Regions from separate parts of the Sus scrofa genome. Here region 2 is linked to region 1. The links are chromatin contacts, called in public HiChIP or PLAC-seq maps. All regions are on one chromosome and are shown on one strand. Each heading gives the region's core, a stretch centred on a gene start, on an enhancer-like site or on the middle of the called end of the contact. The rest is flanking DNA. Distances are from core to core; before and after follow the strand shown. Region 1 holds the start of MRPS27 (28S ribosomal protein S27, mitochondrial). Region 2 overlaps ZNF366 (zinc finger protein 366).

The links. HiChIP or PLAC-seq counts read pairs in DNA pulled down with a chosen protein or histone mark.
Region 2: an H3K27ac HiChIP or PLAC-seq map of skeletal muscle shows a contact between it and region 1. The contact joins the enhancer-like site here to the promoter of MRPS27 in region 1. A contact is called at or near these places in 7 of 47 Hi-C or Micro-C datasets (embryonic fibroblasts, fetal skeletal muscle, fibroblasts and 4 more) and 1 of 2 datasets of contacts at active chromatin or transcription factors (skeletal muscle).

Annotation. Positions count from the first base shown.
Region 1 is chr16:48,639,977-48,645,693 of Sscrofa11.1, reverse strand. It overlaps MRPS27 (28S ribosomal protein S27, mitochondrial), which reads left to right and starts at 3,123. Exons shown (of 15, transcript XM_021076728.1): 1 at 3,123-3,338.
Region 2 is chr16:48,717,324-48,723,040 of Sscrofa11.1, reverse strand. All of the region lies in intron 9 of ZNF366 (zinc finger protein 366), which reads left to right. Among named protein-coding and RNA genes, the nearest start is that of MRPS27, 78 kb to the right of the region's middle. Within about 2 kb of position 2,665, at least 47 of the 83 cell types and tissues checked have an H3K27ac peak or open chromatin away from gene starts, as enhancers often do. A contact at or near this core is called in embryonic fibroblasts, fetal skeletal muscle, omental adipose tissue and 2 more, where this site is marked.

The DNA of each region.
Region 1 (5,717 bases), core at 1,874-4,373:
ATCCGGCATTGCCGTGAGCTGTGGTGTAGGTCGCAGAAGCAGCTCGGGTCCTGAGCTGCTGTGGCTGTGGTGTAGGCGGGCAGCTACAGCTCCAATTAAACCCCTAGCCTGGGAACATCCATATGCCGAGGGATCGGTCCTAGAAAAGACAAATAAATAAATAAACAAACAAACAAACTTAGATCTGAAGTTCCCCATTGTCAGGAGGAGCCTGAGTGTCGGGCCTGGAAATGCTGAACTGGCAAACACACTTTCTTATTTTTTAACCTGTCCGCTCTGTTTTCCCAGCAAAATGGATGCTTGCTAAATATTTTCTGTTGAACAAAGTGGGAAAGTTACAATGTACCTTGGGTTGCAGTAAAAGACAGTTTTAGTTGGTTAGTCCTGCCCATGCCCCAACCTGAGGGGCTTGTGTCAAAGGCAGCATAAGATGCTCCGCCCGGGTGACAGATTTGGGGAAAAAAATGAGCAGCTCCAAGCCGGCTTTGTCCCCTTTCTACAGAATATGACCCAAGGGAAGCTGGGGAGGAAAGTCAGTTTGGGGGCTTATTTCATTAACTTGGCCTATTCAGAGCTTCTCCCTTGAAATAATAACTTCTGCAGGGAGAAAACAGGACTGAAAGCAAACCTCAAGTTTCTCCTAAGTTCCAGTAAAGCAGCCTCCATTCTGAGTCAGTGAGTGAAAGAGTAAAACACAGGAAGCCAAACTCCGTCACCAAAGAGCCTAAAAAAGGGGACCTAAAATCTTTTTTTTTTTTTTTTTAAAGAGAGAAGCATTAACAAAATGATGGGGAAGACACAAAATAGAAGAACAGAGAAAGAAGAAAGAGGAAGTAGAATTCAGGAGGAGAAAAAATCATGACATTGGTTTATTGAAAACTGAACAGAAGGCAAAATTGCACCCAGCCACCTCCAGCCCAGCAGGCTTGTCAAAACCAACTCAGACACAGGGGGACTCTTACCTATTTGTCTCTGGATCTTCAGAATGGAGTCAGGAGAGGTGGCATTTGGAGGCAGCGGAGCTGTGCTGGTTACCTTCGTTTCCCCCTCTGCATCTACAGAGGTGTTTTGCACATAAAAGGATTTCAACAGAGTGAAATGATCACTAACTTTTAAGTTATATCTACTCTTGCAAAGTGAAATGTGGAGTTCAGATGTCTGGGGGGATAAAAAGGTGTTAAAAAAAGACCCAAATGGTCCACATGAATAAAAGATGATACATTTGGGCCAGACCCGTGGTCCACGGACTTTGGCATTTTGACTCTGAGACAACAAAGGTGGGGGACCGGCAGGTGCATGGGAGCCCAGACCTGCCACCATCCCAGCTGTGTCCTGGTTGTCAGCTCTCAGCAGTGTCAGGAGTGAGCCTCATGCTGCTGCCCCTTTACTTGAGTCGGGTCACAGTAAGGTCGCCTCCCCCCCAGGCGGTGCAGTAGGGCACTGCCTTCACATGGGCCTCCCCGCACTCCGACCTCCGAGTGGGTTAGTCAGCTGACACAGAGAGATTTTGAGATTTTGTAGAGAGATATTTTGTTCTGCCCACTCGGCTCCACACTCCCAGAGGAGTTTGACCAAATGGCCATCAGCCAGGTGTTCTGCGATTTTCTTCACTTTATAAGGGAGATGAATCGTAGACTATATGTGGCGAATAGCATCTACTATAGGACGTCCCCCCAAGCTTTTTTTGGAACTGCTGGGCCTAAGCCATACCAACTCTGTGGGCCCCGTTTAGAGTAATGAACAGCTGGTTTCTTTCACCCCCATCAGTTGTCAGCTATACAGTCACACAGAATCTCCAGGTCCTTTTGGTGGTTCCCAAGAGGTTACCTATTCAACACTTCTGAGCAAGGGTTCTGCTCTTCCTCTGCTCCTGGGCCCTGGTCTCTGGCAGGGATGTCTTTCACCACAATCCCAAGCCCAATCCCATTATAATAATTAGTACCTGTGAAGTCTCAGTTTACATTAAAGGGTTGTGATAATGTAAACTTGACCTTTGACCTATTCCTAGAAATGGGCAATGACAAATACCAAATACCAGAATCCCCCTCACTTAAATGGAGAAAGTTCCAAAACTTAGGACCTTCCTGATGGTGGCAGGAAGAGGTAGTCAGGTTGCTGTCATTTGATTGATTTGACTAGGGTAGAAAGACAATGGAAATAATTGTGCCTAATTCCTTTTCACTTCTCTCACACACCCATGTGATTTCAGTAAAAAAGACAAATAGTTCCTTGTTTTTCTTCTTAATTTAGGAGACTCTTTTCCAAGTGAGACAAGGACCAGCTGTTTACCTTTCAGGAAAAGCCGGATGATAGCTTTCTCATCAATCATCTAGTTGATGCAACGCACACACTTGCACTGGTGTATTATCTGCAGAAGCTCATCCTCACGGTTTTCTCTCTTCTAAAAACATCCTTTCAACAGTGGATAATTTTTTAAAGGTTTTTGTGTTTTTGTTTTTTCCCTTTTTGGCTGCCCCAGAGCACATGGAGTTCCCAGCCAGGGATCAGATCTGAGCTTCAGCTGAGGGGCGACTCCAGATCCTTGACCCACTGTGCAGAGCAGGGGATGGAACCTGTGTCCCAGCTGCTCCAGAGACCCCACCAACCCCATTGTGCCATACTGGAAACTCCAATACTGGGTAGTTCTTAATCTGAGTGAAGGCAATATTCTGTATCTTCTCTAAAGTCTGCTGATAGCTACCTTGGCTGTCTAGCCTGCAATGTGGGCTTCGGTTCTCTCTGCATTCCAGAAACGGAAGATGCATCCGAACACTTGCACCTTTTAAAAATGGTGGCTCTTGGCGCCCTCTGCTGGCAACTCTTAAGTTCTTCAGCAGAGAGCAAAGCTTGAAGCTGGCCAGAGAGCCCTGAAAAAAATACCTATAAATTTGTGGTTGTGGGTGTGTGTGTGTGTGTGTGTGTGTGTGTGTGTGTGTGTAGAAATACTCATATATAAGTATGTATATGTATGTAAGCATGTACATTTTAACCTTTTTTGCTCAGAAACCCCTTTGAGGTTTGGCCGAATTAACAGCATAAAACCACGTCTCCTGAAAAGGATACGCATGCGCACGTGCGAACCCACGCACCCAGGTGCCCCGAGCACACGCGCACCACACACACAGCCGCTGTTAACTCCAGAGAGAGTTACAAACATGAGCTCTGGCGTCAGACTGCTGTTCTCACGCACTCCCCAGCATTATATCCATGGGCAGGTAATAACTTCTCTGAGCTGCAGTTTCGTCATCTGCCGAACTGGGGAACAGTCGCACATGGAGTTTTCCTGAGGATTAAATGAGATACTCTATACAAGTGCTTTGCATACGATCTGACCAGCGGTAAGTCTTATGTATTAGCTGTTTTTCCTTTATTTTATGAACTTTAGCTTATAAAGCCCTTTCATAGTTGTTGAATTCCCTGTCCCTGGAGCAGCGATGTGTCACAGAAACGATTCCGCTAATCTAAATTGGGAGTGACATTTCCCCCACCTTCTATGGTGTTATATGGGGGACAAACCCCCTGGTCCAGAAGCCTCGTGTTGAGTTGGTTGCCTAGTTTCTCGTGGCTTCTCAGTGAGCAGCATTCGTGCTGAATTATCTTTGGACGTGCCTGTGGCCATCCTGCCGCCGGCTATAACCAGAACATACTCCTTTGACTACCTGATGTTAATCCAGTAATTTCCAGCCGTGAACCTGAAGGTCACCCTTAATCCTCTTGAACCCTAGTGGCTACATGATGTGTCCCCCTAGGGTGCAGTAGGATACACCAGGAGGTTCTGCTGCCTGGTTGCCAGGCATGTGACTTGCATTCGTGAATTCAAAATCAAATCCAGCTGTGGATAGCAGCCCCTGATGGTGGGGAGGGGGGGTTGCTTCTTCCTTCTTGGTGATATCACTTGTAATTTGACACATGATCTTGCTGCCTGGGACTGAGGGAGGTTTGAGGGATTAGGTGATGCAGTGATGCTGGGCTCTTCTGGGTGAGCAGCTTGGCCTGACTTGGGGCGGGAGAGAGAGCGCTCAGGAAGGCGAGGGATGTAAGCATCATTAACCAGGCCATGCATGTCCCAGGCAGGCCTGCAGGTGAAACCCCAGGTTGCCCTGATGCCTTCTAGGCTGACTCTGGTTCCTTGCACATTTTCCTCTCTGAGCCTAATGAAATGAGGCCTTCTCCTATCCCAGCACACCAGCCTTGCAGGGTTTCAGCTGCAGGGCAGCGATAGCAGCCAAGCGTGGTGTTCTTTTTCCCTCTGAGTCTTCTTCCCTCAACCCTGCCTTTGATCATGGTGGCCGAGGTGCCTGGGAGGCCTTTGGAGGCCACAGGCCTCAGAAGGATCCCCTGCGCAAGGCAGGCAACTAGGGGTGGGGTGGGTTCGAGGTTCTGCAGGGGTTTGACCCTCTTTCGTTCGCACCTTGGAAGTTTCAGCTGGAACCCTTGTGCCCTTCCCCACTCCCCCTGCCCCCCAGTCGCTTCTGTCTCAGATTAGCTGAGTGCTTGGCCTTACGGGGGGGTGGGGTGGGGAATCCATGGCGTCAGAACTGGAAGATAGAGGGGCTCAGGCCCATATGTTAATGCCCCCTTCTTATCAGCCCGGGCTTCCCCTTCACTGCTTCTGGGCTCTGTCAGATCTAAAACGGAGGTAGAAAAAGCAACTGGTTGTGACAAAGTTGTGAGGTCCTTAAGCATATCATGGTAGACAGTCCACAGTAACTAAAATCTGCCATTCATTCATTCTTTCAAAGAATACTAATGGCCCATGATGTGTACGGTGTTATGCTGCAAAGGTACTTTGGGGTCATAGAAGACAAAGGTCGAACACTTCATCCTTCAGGAGACCCTGGACACACTAAAAAGTTCGGTAACAACACAAGGCAACGTACTTTATGGTCAAAATGAAGGACATAGACGATTGGTGCTGTGAAAGACCCAGAAAGGGTCCACTTCTTTGTGTGTGTGTGTGCGTGTGTTTGCACATGTGCATGCACATGCCACTTACTGTCTCTGCCACAGGGTGATGTGAGTTACCCCCTGGACTTATCTGTCCCACTTGGGATCATGAGGTCATTTGTACGGTCATCCATGTACTGGAGCATCTGTTCCTCCTGCAGAATGCAAGTCCATGAGAACAGAGGGTATTTTTTAATCCCCTTCCTTTTAACTCCATGTTAAGAATAAAAAATATTTCAATCAGAATGTCATCAACATTACTCGGTTTTTGTTCAGATATTTCTGAGGTAATGTCATTTAAGCCAGCCTCATTGCTTGATCCATTTTTTGTATGCAATACAGTCAAATAATTTCCTTTCAACATTTTTTTAATTTTTGCTTCTCTGAACTATTTCCACTGGGATCAACTCAAAATGATTGGGTTCACTACACATTTTTTATGCATAATGCATATCCAATTTTATTAATTTAGCTACTACCATTGTGGTTTTTTAAATAGCTATTTTATCTACTAAGTTTAATTTTCCCAAGTCAAATTTGTAGATAGAAATGTTATAACATAAATTTGAATCTTGGGTTAGTTTTGTTAAGCACTGTGCTATTTTGCCACCTGTTGCCTAATTTATGTGGATATGCATATAATTTGAAAACACTGAATAAATCTCTTTTTCATTGATCTTAAATCATAATGCCCTGAGACTCCTGATTCATTGAATCCAGGGCAGGGCTTGGGGTTGAGGTGAGTCAGCATCCGAGTGAGGGGCCTGGTG
Region 2 (5,717 bases), core at 1,416-3,915, 78 kb before region 1:
TCCTCCTCATTCCTTGTGTTTCGTATACTTTTGGGCTTGGAGCCCAAACTTTTGATTAACAGGTGGTGGAGCACATAAAGGTGTTAAAATATGCAGGGAGCTGTTGCATCATTTGTAGTCCCCTAAAAATCCACGTCTGTCTAGTCCAGCCAACTCCCCCCTCCACCTCACCCATGCAGGGCCAGCAGTAGTGGTTTAACTAGGCAGAAAACATCTCTGAAACGGAGGGATATGTCAGGGCAGAGCCAGTACAGGAAAGGGGTTGCAGGCATGGTGATTTGGGGGCACAGAGGCAGTTCTGTTTCTCTACCTCAAGGGCCTCTGGTGGTCCTGAGGATTTAGACGGTTCTTTCTGGCACTAGTGCACAGAAAACGGACAAGATGGGCCAGTGATGCAGTGAGCCAGGCCTCCCTTCACCCCGATGCTAGTGCACCACATGTGGTTCAAAGGGAGGGAGTCTGATTGTCCACTTGAGAGTTCGTAAACTCAATCTGACCTCTCGTTGAAGCTGGATTAGGCTCTGGATATCTGATGACACCATGGAATCCTGTAAGAGAGGGACTTGTAGTGTACAACGCCAGCTCTGATGATGCACTTTAACTCTCCAGTGGGAGGTGGGCCTGGCGCAGGAATTGGACTGGTCATCTGCAAAGGTCACATCTTTCTGGTGGGCAGGTCCTCTCAGACCACAGGAGGTCGGAGGATGCCTAGGAGAGTGTATCTGTCATTTGAACAAAAAGCATTGGGTGTTAAAGTGTTCTGTTTGTCAAACTTGGATGGCCCGTCTGCATTCTTAGACATTTCTGAAATAGGAACAGGTATTAATCATCTTGGTCAAGAGCCCTCTGTCTCCTGAACAGTGCCCGATCATACTGCCAGGTTCTTCGTCTCTTTATACCCATCTCCCTGCAAAGTGCCGCCCACTTGGTCCTCTTCATATCATCACCCTTCTTCACTTCAAAGGAATCTCAGAGGATATCTGAATTTACAGATTTTGTAATGGGACCTGGGTGTTTATAACTAGCTCCAGATCCCACTGTGGGATGGGCCGTTTCCGGACGGTATCCTGTGGACTTTGCTTCTTATTCATGCTATGCTGGATTCTTGGAAGTCTGGCCCTGGGTAAAGGTTGTCAGGTCTGGGAATTAGGAAAAGAAGAGCGAACCATTTGCTCATCACCGTGCAATTCACAGCCCTCCGAGAGGAGTGGCTGGCTGGCTGCGTGCTGATGCTGGAGGACAGGCCCAGACAACTAAATCTGACCTTCTCATGGTAACAGGGAAGAGCTGTTCCCTTACGTGATTGGAAAAAACAGGCAGGCCTTGCTCCTCCTCCATCCACCAAGAGTTGGCTCCATCTCCTTTACCCTAAAACTTGCAAGAAAAGGAGAGTTTTTGAGTAACAGATTCTAATTTCCTGGGATTCTCACCACTAAAAATCCTTTCTAACATATATCCCTCCCCGTGTAGCCACATGAACTGGTTCTCTCTGGCCCTGGCTCAGTGGAAACAGCTGTCCATGGCAAGCAGAAACATTCGTTTGGGATTAAGCTTTAACAATAGGATGGAAAATTCGAGGGGAGGAAAGGTTTCCATTCTATGTTTCTCTCTTTTTTTTTTTTTTTCCTTATAAAAGAAGTTACTGCCCTTCTGGGTTCTTTTGCTATTGGCTCGACTTCTGGACTCCTTGCCTCTTGGAGCCAGCTGGAGTTTCTCCAGAGACCTGCGCCTGTAGACTTAAGCCGTGTTTCAGAAATGTGCTTCCCAGATTCTGCGTAAGCACGCAGAGGTTGATTTGGATGCTCTCCTTGCAGCGACCACACCATAATAGCAAAGAACCAGCTGCCGTCTTTGGGAAACCTGTCCAGGAAAAGCAGTCATCCAGAATTTCCGGGACAAGTTCTCCTTTGAGATGGGTGAAGCCGGGAGCTGCCTATGTTATGAATCACCAGGTCATCTGCAGCCTGGCCTGAAGCAGAGGCCTGAAGGCCAAGGGCAGAACAGATAGAAAAGGATGAGGTCGCCCTGAAAAGGGCCCCTGTCTCCTCCTCCACCAGACCAGCTCCCTTTCCCCCTCCAGCTCTTAGATGCTCCCTCAGGGGAGAATCCCAGTGGGGACTTGTGAGGGCCCAGTGCTTGAAATCAGGGTTCTCAGGCTGGCATGGAGGGGGTTAAGGCAGTGACCAGATAGCAGCCTTTTGGCAGCAAAGCCCTCCTCAGCAGAAGGAAGGATATAGCTGTATGAACTGCCTGCTTAACAATGCCTCGCATGTCCCCAGGGGCCCGCCTGCAAATAGATTTCATCTTGCTTTCTCTTGTACTTTTCAAAGCTTCCTGTTTTCTCACGGTCCTTTTGGACAGTTTACAGTCTCTCTCTCCCTCCCTCCCTCTCTCTCCCTTTGAGGAAAGGAACACCCTTCTTATTAAAAGAGAGAGAGAGAGAAGAAGAATGCAAGGGAAGGGCCGCTTAGCGGAGGCCATTCTCTGTGGCACAGGCTGCAGCTCCCTGACCTTTCCTCGCAGAAGAGGGAAACACAGGCTTCCTGGTGCATCGCAGTCTCAGGAGTGTGCCTGCTCTTGGCTCTGCGGGCCTCTGGCCCCAGCCTAGTGGCTGCCCACTGCCATCACCCTGCCTCCGTGCACAGTGACTGCTTGGTGACTCTGGCTGTTGGCTCTGTTACTGGGACTCAAGGGAAGTTGCCTGAGGCGCCTCTAGGGCTCTGGACCAGGGAGGGGAGGGGCTCCAGGAGGCCAGAATTAGGAGCGTCTCTGAAGATAAGGGGACAGGGCATCTGCCAGCTATTTAAAGGGCTGACAGAAGATCAGAGAGCCAGATACTGGCTCCCCGAAGCCTGCCGTCAAGGATGAGCATTCTCTTTCCATCTGCATTTCTCAGGGCTGCATCAGCCACAGCTGCTTCCATTTCTATTGTGCCTCAAGTAACCTGGCAGGTATTTACTCAAAGGATTCGTCCCTTGGTCCTTCCATAATTTTCCTTCCGCATAATTTGGTTTAAAAAGAAAGTTCCCGTTGTGGCTCAGTGGTTGACAAATCTGACTAGGAACCATGAGGTTGTGGGTTCGATCCCTGGCCTCGCTTGGTGGGTTAAGGATCTGGTGTTGCTGTGAGCTGCGGTGTAGGTTGCAGATGTGGCTCGGATTCCACATTGCTGTGGCTCTGGCGTAGGCCGGTGGCTACAGCTCCAATTGGACCCCTAGCCTCGAACCCTCCATATATGCCGCAGGTGCAGCCCCAGAACAGACAAAAAGACAGAAAAACAAACAAACATAAAATAAATAAATAAAAAGAAAGCACCCTCATCCTCAAAGAGCTTTCTATTTCTGGAATGTAAAATGTACGTGATAGTGATGGTAACAAGAGCTAATATTTATTGAGCTCCTACTGTTTGCCAGGCCCTTTACATGAATCATCTCATTTGATCCTTAAAAAAAGCTTCATGGGAAACTGTGATTATCATTGACATTCTGCACAAGAGAAGATGAAGCAAGTTCTCTGTCCCTCTGGGGTCTCCCCGTTGCCTCTCTGTTCCGACATCTCAAAGCCTGATGCTTGTGCAACCTCTTTTTAAAGGACAGTTCAAAACATTTATTCCCATTTTCAATTACATTTTGAAGTCCACCTTCCTCTCAAAAAGTAGGTACAAAAGTGGCAGTAGATGGAAAAGCTGATATTGAATGTCAGAGGCACACTAATACTGGTCATTAGGGCAACTGAGAGTTCAGGAGGGGATGATGGGCTGCGATGACCACCTGCAAGATGGAATCTGACTCCTCATTTCTTTAGCAGCTTCCTGTGCCACCACCCACCCTGACTTGAATCTGCACAGACCTTGGCAGGAGATGGCGATTCAGCCAGTCTTAATTTGGGCAAGCTCTTAGCTTCACATCTCATGATTAAAGGGGCCCTTGTAGATGACTGCTTTTCCCAGGAAAAGAAACTAAAGGGTTGTTTTTTTGTTTTGTTTTGTTTTTTTTTTTTCTTTTTCTCAAGACTGCACCTGTGGCATATGGAAGTTCCCAGGCTAGGGGTCTAATCAGAGATGCAGCTGCCAGCCTACAACCACAGCCGTGGCAACACCAGATCCTTAAGCCACTGAACAAGGGCAGGGATCGAACCCAAGTTCTCATGGATACTAGTTGGATTCGTTTCTGCTGCGCCACAGCAGGAACTCTAGAAACTAGAGTTTTTGATGCTCACTCCCAACCTTTGTTCTTCCTTCCAATCTAACACCCCTGTCTACCATAATGGTCTGCTTGGAGCTCACACCCAAACCCCACCCAAGAGTGCCATCTTGAATTGACTTGGCCCTCTTTCTCTGGTCTCTCTTCACTAACAGTGACTGGGAGGCCTCTCCAAATTTCACAGACACAAAATAACTCCGTACATTTGTGTACTGTCATGTGAGAACAGTCCTCTGAGAGAGATGAAGAGGCCAGGTGTTCTGGGTAAGGACCAAAGGGCTTTGTGGAAGGGTCAGAGGCTGAGAGGAAGATGTTAGCGTACCTACCACTGAGACATGAATGGTGCCCAAGTACTTCAGGTCCTGAGTTAATTGTCTCTATTCCTGCCACTGAGGATTTTGGTTTGCAAACTAGGGTGTATAGGTTTAGTGGGGGCAAGAAAGAGATCTGGTGATGGTTGCATGTGGAAGTTTTGCATGAAGAAGAGTTATCTTTCCCAACTCAGTTGTTTATTTCCTGACCACGTACTTAGATATTCATTAAGTGTTACCGTGTGTGATTGATACTGAGGTTGGCCACAAAGGAAAGGAAGGTAGTCCTTACATTTCTCAACATTACCTGGAACACCTTTTAGTGCCCCAAGCATCTTTCAGGGGTGGCATGTTGTTTCTTAGCCCTGGGCAAGCTCTCCATTGCTTACCAGTAGGCTACCATAAACCATAAGAGATAATTCTGGTATGTAAAAATAAAATTGTATCAACAGCAACAAAATCAATCACACATCAGATAATGTAGGTGACCAGTCATGTGGTCATCCACAGTGGATCTGCTTCCCTGAGGCTGTAGGCCTTGACTTCAGGAGACAGCATCATTTACTAAAATGATTAAACATCCTCATGTCCCCATCTGCCACTAAAATGTCTCAGGAAGTACAGTATTGAATGAATTGATCCAGAAAACCATTACAGTGGAAAACACACACTCAGCTGTGATGACCCTAAAAGGTTGCTTGTCTAGGCTAAGGAAGAATCCAGAAAATGCCCAGCAGTAGCCCTCATGATGTGTGTGCACCCTTGTATGTCGGGTGGAGATGGGGCAACAGGTGGGAAGGAAGCTGCTACCTTGGGCAGGTGAATTGCAGGATCAGCTCTAACCTCAAAGTCACAGCAGTTGCAGCAGCGACAAGAAGCGGATCATTCTAACAATAGTAATAGTTGCCTTGCCTGAAGTTTAAGGTTGATTGACGTGTCTGAAAATATTTAATGAGGAGACTTTATTCTTGTGTCAAAACAAAACCAAAAGGCACACCACATGTTCTTCAGGGTTAGACTAAAATTTTGTCTCCTTTATAAAACTCTTTCAGACCAATCCAGCATCAAAGACCTCAGCAAACACAGATGATATCTAAGAATAGAATATCATTCTCCATGGGAGCCACTGAAAGAGGAAGGCACCCATTTCTTCCTTTTAATTCTCTCTGTCGTCTGGCCCTTACAACCATAAGGCCTGTCCAGG